Linked DNA regions of Mus musculus: region 1 is linked to region 2. Evidence: chromatin contacts called from public HiChIP or PLAC-seq data. All regions are on one chromosome and are shown on one strand. Each heading gives the region's core, a stretch centred on a gene start, on an enhancer-like site or on the middle of the called end of the contact. The rest is flanking DNA. Distances are from core to core; before and after follow the strand shown. Region 1 has its middle 160 kb from the start of Gm32651. Region 2 holds the start of Tfap2b (transcription factor AP-2 beta).

The links. HiChIP or PLAC-seq counts read pairs in DNA pulled down with a chosen protein or histone mark.
Region 1: an H3K4me3 HiChIP or PLAC-seq map of craniofacial prominence shows a contact between it and region 2, with 7 times the contacts expected there. The contact joins the enhancer-like site here to the promoter of Tfap2b in region 2. A contact is called at or near these places in 7 of 39 promoter capture datasets (the HPC-7 cell line, HPC-7-derived erythroid cells, cranial neural crest and 4 more), 11 of 484 Hi-C or Micro-C datasets (the AML12 cell line, the MC3T3-E1 cell line, the N1E-115 cell line and 7 more), 4 of 115 datasets of contacts at active chromatin or transcription factors (craniofacial prominence, embryonic forebrain, embryonic hindbrain and 1 more) and 1 of 9 other capture datasets (embryonic stem cells).

What each region holds. Positions count from the first base shown.
Region 1 is chr1:19,766,377-19,769,087 of GRCm38.p6, forward strand. No RefSeq gene overlaps it. Among named protein-coding and RNA genes, the nearest start is that of Gm32651, 160 kb to the left of the region's middle. Within about 2 kb of position 1,420, at least 10 of the 459 cell types and tissues checked have an H3K27ac peak or open chromatin away from gene starts, as enhancers often do. A contact at or near this core is called in the N1E-115 cell line and craniofacial prominence, where this site is marked.
Region 2 is chr1:19,207,483-19,210,277 of GRCm38.p6, forward strand. Tfap2b (transcription factor AP-2 beta) reads left to right here and starts at 1,432. Exons shown (of 7, transcript NM_009334.3): 1 at 1,432-1,766. The coding sequence starts at 1,686.

The DNA.
Region 1 (2,711 bases), core at 170-2,669, 560 kb after region 2:
ATGTGAAAGATTTTGACTTCTCAGTTTTACAACCTAACTAAAAGGCTTACTGCATGACAAGAAACTGTCCCTAGGTGAAATCTAAGTGAAACTTCTAATGTCTATAGAGTTTCAAATTTATTTCAAGACTATCTTCACAGAGATCACAGTATTAAAGGGAATGATCACCCACTAATGACTACATTATCATATGATAAAGTACGATGTAGGAACGTGTCAAAACTAAAACCCATTACTGTGGCTGCTGATTTAATATATTTAATACTGCCAAAATATGTAAGATTTATAATTGTGCTATTTTAGAAAAAAAAAACTATCTCAAGGTACTATATTTTAGCCCCATTTGAGACACTACGAAGCCTGTAAAATTCTTAATTCTTAGTCTACGGTCAGGTTTTGAAGGACTCAGATTTGTCAGTGTGATTAAGTATATATGTAAAGTATGTATGTATGTAAATAGGTATGTATGTAAATAAGTGTGTATGCAAATAAGCATGTAAATAAGTATGTATGTAAAGTATGTATGTATGTAAATAAGTATGTAGTAAGTATGTAGACACATAGAGCCATTTCTTGACTTAATTTTAGTGTCATGAACTTGAGGGAAGTAGTTAATTTCCAGGTTGCATTCTACCACAGTGTCTCACCTGATCATTTCATAAGATTCACCCCACCCCCACCCAAGTACTTCTCAGCTCATCACAGTAGTCCCAGTGGTGCACACAGTCACTTAGAGTGTAATTCTCAAATCATTCCTGTTAGATTTCAACTCCCCTCTTTCAGAGCTTTATTCACTTTATTCACTTTTGCAGCCCCCTCCCTACTCTCTTCCAAGTCCCCCCCACCATTACCCCTTCCCCTTCTGCTCCAAGAAGGGAAAGCCCCCCTTCTCCTTTGGTACCTCCCAGCACAGAGACATCAAATCACAGCAGAACTAAGCGCATCCTCTCCCACTGAGGCCCAACCAGGCAGTCCAGCTAGGGAAAGGGATCCAATGACAGTCAAAAGAGTTAGGGGCAGCCCTTTCTCTTTTTAAGGCACCTGTGTTGCTCCCCGCTGGCCTTCAGCCCCTCAACCTACCTCCATTCACCCTGCAGCGGTAGAACCCCTGCTCTTGGCCCAAACTATGAAGCTCTTTCAGGGGTCATTTGCATGTTTCTGAGCTTGGTCCTTTTACATTTGTTTCTCATGTGGATTTCATTGTCAGCCAAGTGTGCACGGCTTGTCTTCCATTATGAGCAAAGAAAAACAACAAATTCAGCACTAAAATGCAGCATCTGTGTCAATACGTGTCTGCGTGATGGGGTTGATTTAAATCTGAGCCCATTTGTTTATTTTAAATCAGAGACTCCTGGTATGGCAATCCACTGCCCTGTCGAGCCTGCAGTGGAAGCATCATTCTGAGATAGCCACTTCCCTTTGTAGCTGTCAGGTCGGGAACTCTGCTGAAAACCACTTCTCCTAGTGCCTGGCTTGCATTATGTGTAAGGCCACAGAGAACAGAGTTAAAAGCAAGCTCCTTTCATCTCCATACAGCAAATCCTTTCACTTTTGCCTTCTGCTTTACCTTGTACATTGTTGCAACACTAAAAGTTTTAAGACAGTTGTCTTTTCATACTTTCTGGATGGCCTCATGCTGAGAATCGGCTTCCTAGCAGGAGCCAGGATATCAGGAATGTAGAAAAGCCAGTGAAATTTTAATTGGATTAAACTCCCTGTGTCCCTCCACACCCCACTCTCCCAATCTCCTCACTGACAACTTTCTCACTGACAGCTTAACTAACAAGATATTTAACAAAGCGATGTGGCATTCAGCAGGGCCTCCTGTCTTACCTGGGGGTGGGGGTGGGGGGTGGGGTGGGGGACACACCTGGGCCAGCTCTGAGAAGCAACAGGATAACACATAACTGACAACAACCCTTGCTCAGATACTGTCACCAGTTCTTGGGCTTTGTGCATTTCTCCAATGATTGAAACTCAAACCTGAAATTTTAACTGCTCAGAGTGATTGGATCGAGCAGGCTCCTCCTAACTTGTGGTTAAATGCCAGAGGGGGAGCAAAGTCACTTCCCTGGTCTTTAATTCCCTTGGCCAAGAAAAATCAAAATCTGTCCATTTGGCACCTTTGAGAGGGAAAAAGGGCAATACAAATTTTCCTTAATAAAATCACGCTGGCTATTAAAGAGCAGCCTTGCCGATGTCATTTGACGCCCTTTCCCAGCAGGGCTGGCGGGCATAGGTCCAGGGTGTGTGGAAGCGCAATTGGAGACATTAGTTACACCACCTTAGGTACGGTAGCAAAATAATATTTGATAAATGAAAATAAATCCAGGCGGACACAATTTCCAAATAGTTTTTAGAAGTACCTGTCACTCCTAGCCTCTCTTCTTAAGCAGAACCCTTGGTGAGCGAATCCATTTTATCGCTCCTTCCCAGCAGAAAATTTCAGTGTGCCCTAAAGAACAGCTTTAGGAAAAAGGTTGACAACCACATGTTTTTATGACTATTAGGGACTGTCTAGGCAAGCTCCTTCTAGAAAGTTCCTACCTGAAACCCAAGAAGAAGAAAATGTTCCCTGTTTCATATTAGCCACACAAATGCAAGTGTGTTATCATGTATCTTCCACAGGAACACACCTCTTCCCCACGAGGAGAACTAGGAAGACCTGGGAATTATGACCACGAAAGTGATCACCTAGCGATCTAAGGATA
Region 2 (2,795 bases), core at 182-2,681:
GACTTACAGTAAATTAATAATAATAACAGTAACAATAATAGATCTACAGGACTGTTCATTGCGAGGTAGGAGTCCTCAGCTTGGCTGTTAGGAACCGCTGTCTTCCTCCTAGTCTATCTGAAGCCTTCTCCTACTCACGGAGCCTCCGACCCTGCCGGAGCTCTAGAATGCACTGGAGTTTAAAGACAATCTCCCTTTACAGATTCACCCTCATCAGGTTTAATAACTTCCACCCCAAATTACCCCAACCCTCCTCATTCCCTCCTGTCATTTATTTTCTGCCCCAGGGGCCAAGATCTTCTTCAGTGCCTCCCTACTGACTCCAGGGAACCCTCCGAGAACCCAGAAAGGGTGGAAAGATGGGGAGGAGAGGGAGCTAGTGAATATAGAATTCCTCATGAAATTAAAAAAAAGAAAATCCTGTGCCTTACAGGGTGCCCACTTGAGGGTAGGTTAGTGGTTAAACTTTGTACTTGTTGTTATTTATGCTTTGAAAATATTTTTTAAAAAACTAAACTTCAAAAAGCACATATTCAAAAGAAAATCTACCCCAATGCAAAATGGCCAAACAATATTTGCTCTTGTACATCTTAAAACATTTCCCACTGTTTCCTTAAACAGTACAAAGCTTAAACCTTCTCAAAGATTTGGGTGTTCTTGTCTCAAGTCTATCAGATTAAAATCACAAATTACAGGCAATAAACCCAAATACAAAATGTTCTATACCCCTGTTAAAGGTCTCAAGATTAACATTGTGTGCTTTGTTGTTTCCAACATGTAAAGGAAGAGAAAAAACTTAATAAAATGGAGACTCCAGGCAAACAGAAAGACACCAAGGAACCACTAAAAATATAGAACAATCCCTAAAGCAACAAGCAATATAGATTGTAGGGTCCACAAGATATTCAAGTTTCCAAATGTGTTAGACACAATGAGCAAAATATCAGAAACCATTGTGGTAAATAGTGGTGTTATTCTTGTTCCACAATGATACTTTTATAAGGTTGCATCAATAGAGAAATATAACTCAAAGTCAAAAATCTAGTGGTGTTTTTTTAATGCTCCCCTAAATATACAAGAATAGGAAAACTGTCTTTAAAATCTCAGTAATGGTTCTCCTAAAAGAAAAAAAAAAAAAACTATGTAGAAAATTTGGGGACTGATGTGCGTGGTTTCTCATTGTCAATTATTAAAACACTTTAGTTAGTGGCTGCATTGATTCGCCATTTTCAAAACAGATTTTTAATGTATCTATTTATATTTCTCGTTTTGAACCACTATATTCCCTTTAAATGCACGGTTAGTCTGTGGATTCTGTGACCCAGAGGTGTTTATGTAACTAATGTGACTATCTGCGTGTAAATTCATGTTTATGATTTTTTATAATATATATGTGTGCATGTGCGTGTGTGTGTGTGTGCGCGCGCGCGCGCGCATGTGTGTGTGTGTGTGTGTGTGTGTGTGTGTGTGTGTGTGTATGCGTGCGCGTTGTATCTAAGTCCTGTGTGCAATAATGTTTTTCTGTCTGCTGAGGCTTACTTCTCCAGCCTATTGTTTGAGACAACAGATATAAGTTGCGATGGGAGAGGAGCGTCGGATTTGGTGTGTATCCCCCATTTCCAATTATAGATGGATCATTACAGACAGCGGAGTCCTGAGAAACCAGACATCTGCTCCTCACATGAATGCACTCACCTCCTAGAGACCAGGCTGCGATCATGCTCTGGAAACTCGTGGAGAATGTCAAGTACGAAGACATCTATGAGGTGAGCGGACACCCCAGATGCATTTTAGAGCTTTGGAGATAGAAAACTGGAGCTTCTTTGACACCCCAGCTGATATATTTTAAGCTATTTACTCGTAGATTTCTGATCGGGTTTCTGAGGTTTCTTTAAGTTTTCTAAGGCTGGCTCTGGGAGACTTTGCTCTCCAGAAAGGGAACTTTTAAGGTTGGAATGTGAGAAGTTTAATTTAGGAGCTATTTTCTTTTCCTTTTTGTTTTTCTTTCTCTCCGGCTCTCTCCTTCCCCTTGTAGACTCTGGTAGGTAACGTGGAGCCAGGAATTCAGGCAAACAGTGAGGGAAAAACAGTCTCTCCTCATTTTGAGTACGGGACAGAATCGGGTTTTTAAGCCTCACGCCGACTGGGACTTTAATTTTTGCTTTTTAAACTTTTAATATTTTTTTTTAAATCGGTAACCAACGTACGCAGGTAGAGGGTAGATATCTAGGGAGAGCGAGGGGAAAGGAGGGATGTATGAACAAATCCAGTACCGTATGGGAGAGAGCGCGGTTTGTTATTTTTGTTTTGTCGTATTTTGATTCTTTGCGGGTCAGTGGTTCCAAGCAGAGATGGCAGCCGCCAGCGTGTGGGCATTTTTAACGAAGCCTGCCCACACTTCGTGCTACCCGCTACCGGTCCCCAGGCAAGCGCATCCCTCCCGTGCTTTTCCCTCCGCCTTGTCGGACGCCACCGAGAGCTTCCGGAGTCCGCGTCGAGCGAGGCTGTCCGGCTGCCCTTCCAGCTGGCGGGCGAGGGGAAGCGGCCCGGCTGGGGACAGATGAGGGATCCCGCGCCACAACCCGGGAGCTGGGGAGCTGAGCTCAAGAGGAAAGGAAAGTAAGGCTCAAGGGGACGTCGAGAGAGGGAAGGCAGACTCCGAAGCTCCAAGATATCTGAGGATCGGGATTAAAAAAAAAAAAAAAAAAAAAAAGCGAAAGGGGTTTAGCGAAGAGGGAAGCAGAGGCGGGGGAAGAAAAGTTGGAAAGCTACCCGCAGCAGCACAGCAGCACGAG